Linked DNA regions of Anas platyrhynchos: region 2 is linked to region 1. The links are chromatin contacts, called in public Hi-C maps. All regions are on one chromosome and are shown on one strand. Each heading gives the region's core, a stretch centred on a gene start, on an enhancer-like site or on the middle of the called end of the contact. The rest is flanking DNA. Distances are from core to core; before and after follow the strand shown.

Region 1 (5,705 bases), core at 2,800-5,299:
CAAAAGAAGATCAGGTTTCACATTTCAACAAGGATACAACTGAACTGAGTGTTCGCATTCTCTGCTCAAAACCAAACATCAGTGACTCATCAAGTAGCATGTGCTTTAGCACAGTAGGATCACCAACTCTACAGTCCAAGCGTAAAAATTAAAACTTTATGAAGCATGATGTCATTTTGTTGGCAGATTTTCCTTTGACTCAGGAAATATTTGTGAATGTTGTTAATCTGCCATTTTCTGCTTTGGGATTTTTACAATTTCTTTTTCCTGTATTTGCAAGGGGGCAGAAAGAAGAAGAGAACGTGAATGAGAGGAAATAGGAGACACGAATTACTGCTTACTTGCATTTGTCAGTGATACATTTACTCTTCCTAACCTTGTGATCACAATGTTTTAACACATATAGACTTAAGACTGATAAAACATTGTAGTAAGACTGTCAGAAACTAACACTTGAAGTTTCTTGCTGATCGCATTGAACAGAATTTCTGAAATGCAAGAAATGCATTTGCACAGGCTCAGTTGCTAACGTAAATCATTGTTGATGGTGGGGTTAGGGTGAGGATATTTTTTTCCAAAGCACAAAGCAATATACAATTTGAACATTAAGTTCCCAATGATGCAAGTCAATGTGCTTTTTTTGTTGTTTGTTTTGTTTGTTTGTTGTTGTTTTTAAAGATTCCACCTATGGTGCTCTTCCCAAGGGCTGTTAGCATAAATTCTGACTGCATTTTGTAGGAAGCACCACCGAAGTAGACAGAAGTAACTTCTGAGGCAAATATATTAATCAAGTCTTTGTGTGTTAAGTGGTAACATCCAGAAATTGATGTTAGAAATAACTACACGTGTGCAATTTTTTTTGGACAGTAAATAAAGTTACACACAGAGTAACTGAGTTTTATGGGTGAATTATGTAGATGTACCTTATGATTCTTCTGCATAACCTCTGGCTCTTAACAACTTTCAGCTTCAGTCACCAGAAGAATAACAAGGAATATATACTACACTTCGGTTTAGAGGATGAGGTTTTCTTCAAATTAATGACAATTTACAGCAAGAGAGTGGACAACAAGGATCAAAATACAGTAATGCAAAAAAACCTGAAAGCACTGTGTGGGAAGAAGCAGTGGGAGTGTTTTTGACTTATTGTCCTCCTCCTCCTAATTCTTGTAGATACACGCAAGTCAGTATGGCATCCAGCTTTATTTGTCTGAGCATCTCTAAAGCATGCTTAAGAGGATCTCTTAAGGCAGACGTGAAGGCGGATTAGACCAATTGGAGACAAATAAAAGCAGGAAGCAAGGAGACACTGGCACAGTATCTCAGATTTCTTTACGTTTATATTGGTAGAAACTTGAGGTGAGAGAGAAATCTTGCATATTAAACTGCTTTTAATTAAACGGAACAAGTCTTTAAACTGTCTTTGCCACTGTTGATTGATTATTAGACTACCTCGTAGTCTAATGATCGGTCAGTCAGGTTCCCAATTTTAGATTCCTGTTAGGGTCAAATTTTCAAATGCTTAGTTTTAATTTCAGATGAGGAACTTATCCTTATATACACTTTACAATTGTTATTGGAACAATTAAATGAGACTAGCATCTTATAACAATTCACAGGGGATTAAATGGGAAAGCTGCATCACCTGTATTCATGGAAAGAAGTGAGTTCTATTCCCTATGTAATGGACTATCATATGTTTATCTTCTTCATGAGTACAGATTTGGAGTATTAATCAGACTAGATGTAACGTTGATCTTTTTGATATACTGTCATGACTTGGTGAAGGCTGATCAAACAGTGGACCAACATTTATACAAATGCTAAATACTGCATTGATTCAAAATGTCAGTATTGCAACAATGCAAAGTACAATTCACAGGTGTCTATCAACTACTTCGTACTCTGCCCAGGGTTGGGAAGTTGAAAAGAGGCCATCAGCTGATTATTAGAACCTGCGCTTTTATCATCTCTGGAAAAGTTGTAATGACAAGCAACTGCCAAGAGATTAACTGAATCCAGGGCTTTCAGAGATACGAAGGACAATACTTTTTCCTGTACGCTCCTGCATAGAGCTTTGACAATTGCTACATTAACCTTGTATCCTAGACTATCACAGGTAAACCTAAGAGACACCATGTGAGTACAGTCTCCTTACTTTTCAGATGGCATATGTATACTAACTATCCTGTGACAAACAGCTGAAGCAGTAATGAAAGCAACTGGAGTGAGAGTGATAGACTTCTCTGGCCAAGCTTGACAAATTGTGTCAAAAAGATTATTGTATTTTTATGCAGGAGGCTCAAAAAATGTTCTCTACTTCTCTACCATTCAAAAGCACAGAAATAAGCTTGCTTTCACTTTGCAGTTTAATTAACCACAGAAACTTCCAAGGCTTGGGGTTTTGGTGTTTTCTGAAGATGATTCTGCCAAGTCAAAGAGCATATCTACACTGGCTGAAATCTGACCAATCCTAAATACGTGCAAGATTTACCTGGTGCAGGCTAACTAGGAAGGAAAGAGACATTCCTTTTGGAAACTGAATCTTTGTCATAGTCTGTTATATTATTAGGTTAAAAACTGAACGGAATTTAACTGTGAAAAGCACTGTCCAGATTTCATTGTAAATCACGGACACTGTTTCCTGGATTGTTTGTTTAATAAGGTGTGCAAGTGAATGGTTAAATCAACATCACTTTTGTAGCCCAATGCTTCATAAGCTTATGTTTCATTACAGATTGTACATGTGCTGAATTCTTGTCTAATGACCATGTAACAGGGCACGTTCAATTATTCTCTTTGGGTTTTAGAAAGAAACAGGAAGTTTGGCTATAAACAAAACAGTCATAGAATAAATTTCACCACAGCAAGTTCATCTGAAAAATATGCATTCTTTACAACACAGCCAGGAATGGCATTATGAGAACCAACATCCTGCTGCTCTCAAATTTATTTTATTTTATTTTATTTTTATTTTATTTTATTTTTTTTTTACTACTTAGGCAATATAAGAAAATAACCTTTTAGTTAATACTGGATGTTTTGTGATGAGCATTACTTGGAAGATGTGGATCATGAATCAAAAGCAGCTGCTAGAAACCACAGGATAAATAACAAGTTTGCTAAATTTAGTATATGTTATGAAATACATAGAGTGCAAGAAGAGTCAACCATTGTAAATTTTTATCAGCTGGGAAAGAATTACTGTAGAATGTTTCACTCTTTACTTATTAAGTAAAGGAGAGATGACAGATATCAATAGGAAGATGTCAGCTAATCTACGCTAAAATATATCTACTCTTCAGTTACATTTCTGCTTTTAGCTCCTTCCAATAATGTACAAAATAGCCATTTAAACTGTAGTGTTAATGAAATAAGAACAATTATTATTTTCTGGCTTCCAATTGTGCCTAGAAAAAGCACAATATTATTGCTACTCCACATCTATTATTTATTCTACAAGGCAGAGAAGGATTTCAACACCATTATCAAACAGAATACATTTGGATCACTAAAAGCATGTTCTTCAAATAATTAATGGTGTTACAGTTCTTCACTAAAATAGACAACAATTTTACTTAGCCCCTTAGGTAATTTTAACTAATTTTTTTTAATATTCGTAATGCCAAGACTTTACTTATTTTTGATTTTTCATGTTGGAAAGAAAATATTTCAAAACATAACAGTCCACAATTACAGACTGGATTAGGTTTTCCCTAGGTTCTAGCAACTAAAGATTCCAAGTATTAAGTCATAGCATAGATTCTGTGAAGTACTTTACATCAAATGGGAAACAAAATGTCTATTTTTGAAAGACTGAGGTTGCCCAAAATTAATTAAATGCATGTTTAAAACAAACATTGCCAAGTAGCTGACACCCAAAATCTGACCTACCTAAAAGCTGAAGAATCACTCTATCAGTTTTACAGTCTTGCTATTTACACCCACACCAGTCTTGCCAATAAATGCGCTTCCAGAAATATGTATGTAACATTACAGCATACGTGCACACATTTATCCTGTGCTAGTCTGATAGAGATGTCCAGCAGAGGGAGCAGAAGTTAATAAACCTTTATCTTAAAGCAAATGAGAATCATTCCTGCTATGTTAAACACAGAAGTAAATGAAAGGAACATTTTGTTGACCGTCCTATTAACAAAATCAAAACAAATGGTAGCAAAAAATAAAAAAGCATATGGTGGAGAAAAGAAAAGCCTTTTGTTGAAAACATGGGGCAATGGGTACAATTTATACCAGGGAAGATTCTAATTGGACATAAGAGGAGGATTTTTTAAATATATATATTATTTATTTTTTTTTACTGTGAGAGCAATCAATCATTGGAATATTAGAAAAACCTCCTCAAGGATGTGGTGGATTCTCTAACACTTGAGACCTTTAAAGCTTGGCTAGACAAGGTGTTAGACTATCTTGCCTAGGCCCTGCTTTCAGCATTTAAGATGGACCAGATGACTTCTGAGGTCCCTTCCAACCTGGGATTTTCTACGAGTCTCATTCTCAATTTTATTAAGGTGTTTGTTTGTTTAAGCAGATAAAAACAACAACAAAAACACAAACAAGCACATCAAGTTTACCTTGGAAGAAAAATACACACGTTTATATATGACAGAACAATACATTCTTACCAAGAAGATAAATATACTTTCTAAAATTATTAATCTTCTATTTCTAGACACTTTTTTCTGCATTTTTATAACTTATTGTGAAGACTTTACCTGCAGATTAATCTCTGCTTCATAGAAAGTTAAGCAGGAACAGTAGTGTCTCTCTGAGTCTATATCAGTCAAAACCACCACAAAGAACGTTGGCTGTTTTCTCTCTTTTGAAAGCTGCCATCCTCCAGGTTGGCAAAACTGAAGAAACAAAAAAAAAGACAGAGAGAGAGTTAAGCAATAATATCTGTTGTACTAAGAAATATGAGAAATTGTTTTAAACAAGATAAAATACTGTCTGAAACAAGAAGTTTAGAAAATTTCATTGAAATATATACAGGATTGCAAAATCTGAAGAAAATGGGAAAAACCCAACACATCTTAGAATTAGTCAGGGAGATGTAATAAACTGTACACACTAAAGATAGTTCCCTTTGAATTCAGTATTCAAGATAATCTTTGCAAGGACTTAACAGGCAACAACAGGAATAAACTGACAGATAACACAGGTTTCATTTGGATAACAGGTTAGAATTCAAAGCTAAAAATCATTGTGTCTTGGAATGTCTCCACTTACATTTTTAATTTCTCCGTCTATTTCAGGACTCCTAAGACTAGGAGCTGCAACCTACAGATTCATTAGAAACCCAGAAGCTCAACTAAAATTATCTTTGGAAGTACAAAACTACTGATAAACAGTACGAGACGTACACATTTTTGCACATGTATATGTACTGGGTCTGGCTGGAATGTTAACTTTCCCTGCAGCAGCCCATACAGTGCCGTACTCTACACTTGTAGCTGGAACAGCAGTGGGATCACACCAGTGTTGTGTCTGCTGCTGAGCAGTGCTGGCACAGCATCGGGCCTTTCTCTAACTCTCCTAGGGGGTGAGAAACATCACCAGGGCAGCTGGCCTAAACCAACCAAAGGGATATTCCATACCATGTGATGTCACACTCAGAAATAAAAGCTGGAAATAGGAAGAAGTAGGGAGGGGTGGGCTCTGGTTGGGAAAAGGTCGGTCCTCCT
Region 2 (5,690 bases), core at 1,297-3,796, 61 kb after region 1:
CCAGCGTACAGTTTTTTTGCAGATCTCTGTTAAGGAAAAATCAAAAAATAGAACGGGAAGAAGGCACACTTACATACATCATTTTGCCCTTTCAGTAATGCCTATGCCTTCAGCATGCATTTAGATGCATCCATCCCCTGGTGTCCTAGATTTTGTATGACATAAACTTTCCCTCTGAACTGAGGCACTCTGCATCAGGTGGGCTTCAAAAGTGCCTATGCTGACATTGTGACAAACAGCAGTTCCCCACTCTGTACATTGTACAATTCACTTGGTTAAAATAGAGAAGGAAGTAACTCGGTAACCTCTGTCCCTCTCTCCGCTGCTTTCACTGGTTAAGTAACAGCCTTTGCCCATTTTATCTAAGTAAAATAAAATAAGGTGATTAAGGTTTTCCAATGAAAGAATAAGTGCTAGATCCCTACCACATTCCCTCCACTCTGTATCTACAATTTCCAAAGGCTCCTTTCAAGGTCCCTTCATTAGTTCTTAGCCCTAGAAGGACATTCCTTTAATACCAAGTGAAAGTCCTGTTAACTAGCCCTAATTAATTAAACGTGTTACCCCATTAAACACACACACTGAGCAGCCTGTGGACTTGCAGCTCAGCCTCCTCAGTTAGTGCCTCCAGCAACTTCACAGATCCCCAAAGTTTTTTCCTGTTCATTCCACTCCGTTTACTGAGAGCGACAGGAAGAACTGGTAGACATTAATACAGGCACTTTGGATTTAAATTGGAAAAACAGGTTATCTCCATATTAATGGATTCAGATAGTCACAGGCAGCAGAATGGAAAGGTTTCTGTCTTTTGGTATCCTCTCAAACAATGTCCGAGCTGCCCCAAAAACCAGTGGAAATGCCATAACCAACACTGCTCACTATATGCAAAATGATCACATGGAATTTTTATTATTATTATTTTTCAAGACTGCTTAAGCTCAGATGCACTAGCCACATCCCTCAAACTATTTAATATAGCATACACATGCATGAGCACAGCATGAAAGATCACTGCATGTTAACATCCTACAAAAGCAAGACTTCCTATACTTAACTGAAGTATTTTGCAATGATTTTTCTTCAATTGTTAAGATATTTAAATGTAATATGGTGTACAAAAATTGTGATGATCTTATAGTAATTTTGAAAGCTGTGATTTCACACCTACAACAATGAACTATAATTTCATTTGCATGAAGATAAGTAGAAAAAAATAATAATAAAAAGAACTCCAACAGTATCTTTACCTTGAGGATTACTAAAGTCAACCTATTACAAACCAATTCTGGCCAAACAGCAAATTAGACTTGAATTTTTAGACATACGTTATGTGCCTTTCTTATACATATTCATAGCTAATTTGTCCAAGACCAGAACAAAATTTTAGCCTGTAAGAATTCTGAATCAGCAGTGTATACCTTAACAAATTAAAGAAAAAGCAACTTTTCTCCCCAGATAAACTTTTCTAATCTGCCCTCTTTCTCATTCCCTTCTTCCCATCTTTCTCTTTAAGCAATACAAACATGCAACACATTAAAATTCTGGCACAATTCGCTGGTTCCTGAACCCTAGTCCCCTAAACTCCCTTCTTGTATAAATCTTTCCCCATGAAAGGTCACATGCCATCTCTTGCTTGCCCTTGGAATTCCAGAAGCAAGCTGTTAATGCAACTTACATTCCAAATTAATGAGAACTGTGATAAACTCTGTCTTTTTACTTACAAACCCATGATAAAAATACATTTGAGTTGTACATTTGAGTTAATAATTACACAAGCAAAGCTCAGGGTATAAGAACTTTGTTGATCTGTAAAGAAAACTACAAAATACATCGTTTTCAGCCTGCACAGAAGAAACACTACAGATCATCAAGAATGAGGGGGCACTACACAAAGAATTAAGCCACACAAAATACTTCAAAGCTACCATTATACATCCCAGGTATAAGGTTACTAAATCATTTTGAGTACTCAGAGGCAAAGGTTTACATGTTGAAATTCAGAAACATACTGACAGTGAAAGATACACAGGTGCAAGTGGCAGAGTAAAGTGCTGCTTATCCTTCACAAAACAGTACTGAGTACTCCAGAAATCACTAAAATCCGCTGGGAAGTGAAATCTTTTGCATCAGTGCTCTTAAACAATTTGAAACAGCAGAGGGTAAACATTTTAAATCTAACAGAAGACACACAACAAGAATGCTAACAAGCAATTAATGGAATCGGAGCCCAGCACAGATGATAATGGTTGCTGTGACAACTCTTAATACCAAGCCACACTACCTCGTTTCCACACACAACAACCTTTGCTTCTCCTCAACACCTATCAGCCATACCTACAAGCAGCCAACTACCCGAATTCCCCCGCAGATCACAAGAACCCACTGGTAACGTGACCTTCAGCAAGATCAGATAGCTGAATGTGAACAGAACAAAAAAAAAAAAAAAAAAGAGGAAAACTCAATTTTACCAATTAGAAAGATCGGTAGACCATTTTTACCTAACGCTTGTATAGTGTGCAGGCTGGCTCCCCTACTGAAATTAGTGTTTACAAACATGCATGGATTACGTCAAACAACAACAGCTCAGATTAGGAGGATATCCTTTACGAAATAAACACTCAACATAGCAATTGTTTTAAGACATACCACTGACACCTAAGCACAACTGAAATCAACCTTCAGTTCATAAGCTGAAGGGGCAGTTTAGGGGCAGTTCCTGCCCCTAAACCCCAATACAAATTGCAAGCATGGCCCCTTTATGGGTCCCCTTGGGCTCCCTTTAGCAGGTCTGCATTCTTCACTCTTTCTTCACAAAGAACCCACCCAAAATAACTGCCTTCCAGTTCTCCCCCTTTGATGTCTTCCTGTTCTAGGGCTGCGGCAGGGAGCAGGGTGGCAGAGGAATAAAATAGTCTAGGTGGCAGCAGAATCAAATTTGTATCAACACATGTTCCCAGGATTTCTTGTTTTGCACAGTTTTCAGTGACATTTTCTTTAAGAAACTGCTTCTTAAGGAACAACACTTAGATCGGAGCTTACTGGAAGCTGGACTAAGGAAGAACCGAAGAATTCAACTCTTCGGTACTATCTATGGCCTCTGGGCAGTGCTGTAGTGGTTTCTGGTGTGTTTAAGATGGTCTTTTCAGTCCTGTCACCCCCGATAACAGAAGGACTCCTGTTATTTGGCTTGTAACTCTCCAGTTATGCTATAGAAGTCTTGATGCCAAGAAAAAAATATTACAAAAGATATCTCTGTTTTAGAAGAGTTTAACTCAGTCCCAAGATGGAAATCAGAGCTGGAACCAAGGTGAACAAGAACACTAAATACCTAGAAAGGAAAATACTTCTTTGATATGGCACAAAGTTCTAAAAATCTGCTCAAACCCACTGTAACGCATTACAAGTTATGTGCATCTTAAAGACTGAAGTAGAGTGGACATGAAAATTTACCTAAAGAGAATTTAACTAGTGTATTCTACAGAGGAAACACTTTATTGTGGCCTAACAGCCATAAAAGGTTAAAAAAAAAATGCCGGTGCTTTTAGCAAGGCAGACTTCCCACAGTGACCACAGATATTATTATTTGTGCAACTGGCAAAATTCATAGTCAGTTCATCTTAATGAAGTCAAAGAAATGCATTCAACAATCTTGGGAATCTGAACAACAGACATCCTGGATGCTTGCCATATTATCAAGGATATAAAAAACAACAGGATAAGATGATCTTTCGATACTTCTCTTTGTAAACAGGAAAATTGTGTTGAACTTCTCAGAGAAAAAAAAAAAAAAGAAAGTTGTATTTTAATCCTCCCCAAATGTACTGACACAGTTAGTCAGAACTACCTGAGACACTTGGATGGTTCCATTTCCTGAATGCCTCAGTATTTGATTTTGGTACTTTTCTGTTCTGCAGAACCGATAACCCATCTTACACACAGGGAAAGGAAGCACAGAAAAAGTGGTCTGCGTCCCCAGAGGACGCACAACAAGTGGCCCCAATCTATACCACCAAATTGCAGGTCAGTGCCTTATTCACAGGATCATCCTTCCTGCTGTTGCAACAGATATTCTCCTGTGCAGGTCAACTGCTAATCTCTTCATTCCTAGGTTAAAAAAAATATAAATCGTTTCTGTGCTTTGTAAATAAAGGAAGAAAAAAGGCCTCTATTCTACAGCTTATATTTTAATTAAAGCACAGAAGAAAAAAATGGCAATCTACACCATATCTCATTCCACTAAATCAACAGTTATTTCTGTGAAAAGAAGGATATCAATTCCTACTCAGTAAGAAAACCTTTAAAGTAGGTTTGGGTAGTCTTGGAAAAATTAACTTCAATTAACTTGAATGAACTTCATCCAATGCAATGCAAAATGAAAATGGACAAACATACAAAGCAGAAGAGCAAGGAAGCGAAATCAGAGGAAAGTGAAACACGGTCAGAATGAAGAGGTAGAAGAGTGAATAAACAAATGTTATAATCATTATTGGTTCAATGCATATTTACCTACTCCAGCAATATCTAATACCACTCACTGGCTGACAGCACACAAAATGATTTGGCCAGCCATTACTCACTCCATCATTTTTTCTCTCTGAATAGCCACATACCAAACATCACCAAGTCAGAATTATACCTGAGAGTTTTTTAGCCATGTAAAGTGCTATCTCATTTTGAACGCTGTGTTTTAGACCAAAAGCTTAGCAACTAGTGGCCATGACCTCACTGACATTTTCAATTGTTAATTATGTAAAAACATATTTCCTTTTGCTGCTGTGGCAACTACTGTTTTTAAAAGCCTATGTAGCAACTTTGGCAATAATCTGAAGTGTTCTATAAAACTCTAGAATTAGAAACTCAAGAAAACATTACACTGTCTAGAGCCTATAGAGGTGTCAGTTACTATTGAAGAACCCTTCATTACCACCACCTTTCACTGGGATTCTCATTACCCCCAGATTTTATCTGAGTAAGTTACTGGTGCATTTACTACAGCTTGGCTCTAACACTTGCGAACCTCATTTCCAAAAAGAACTCTGGGACACGCTACACTTCCAGACGTACACCACATTTTTGTTGGGTGGACAATAACACAGCTTTATAAAAGTCTTGAAAGAAAATAACTGACAAGAGAAAGCAATGGTGAATGTTAAACTGCTTTCAAGCTACTCTCTCCCCAGTGGTTGGCATAATATTCAAGAAGCTAGGAAAAAGCTTGAGGGACTGGAAGGGAGAAAGTTTCCTGCTCACAGACAATTCCCCTTTTTGTTTGCAAACAACTGACTTCTGCCAGCTTTTGGATAGGAAAGGAAGACCAGAGTTAAAAATAAGCATTCTATATTGAACAAACATTCTTTTGAATACACCAAACTGAACAAGACTTCCCCAGCTGTCTTGGAAAAATCTGTTCTATTTATTTTCAAGGAAGGTATAAAAATTAAGATGACAAAACTGCCCTCTGCTTTGTACTTAGAATCCAGGTCTTAGAGCTTCTCTGAGTGCTCAAGAAAAAATAAATAAAATAAGATTTAGGGAATTCCTGAATATGAAGATTCAGGTGCAAATGCAACAGTTATAAGATATTCTCTAAGTGAGAATATCTAACGTCTTTTGGCTATTTATTTCAAGCACAAGCATGCATTAACATGTTTCTTTTTTTCTTTTAGCAGAGTAGAAACAAAACTAAGGTG

What was found. A called contact is a pair of places that touch in the nucleus more often than the background predicts.
Region 2: a Hi-C map of liver shows a contact between it and region 1, with 1.7 times the contacts expected there. The contact joins two enhancer-like sites. A contact is called at or near these places in 2 of 8 Hi-C or Micro-C datasets (liver and small yellow follicle).

The regions. Positions count from the first base shown.
Region 1 is chr5:63,421,477-63,427,181 of IASCAAS_PekinDuck_T2T, forward strand. SBF2 (SET binding factor 2) reads right to left here. Exons shown (of 41, transcript XM_038179378.2): 2 at 4,737-4,874. Among named protein-coding and RNA genes, the nearest start is that of SBF2, 110 kb to the right of the region's middle. Within about 2 kb of position 4,050, at least 3 of the 8 cell types and tissues checked have an H3K27ac peak or open chromatin away from gene starts, as enhancers often do.
Region 2 is chr5:63,483,620-63,489,309 of IASCAAS_PekinDuck_T2T, forward strand. All of the region lies in intron 1 of SBF2 (SET binding factor 2), which reads right to left. Among named protein-coding and RNA genes, the nearest start is that of SBF2, 45 kb to the right of the region's middle. Within about 2 kb of position 2,547, at least 2 of the 8 cell types and tissues checked have an H3K27ac peak or open chromatin away from gene starts, as enhancers often do.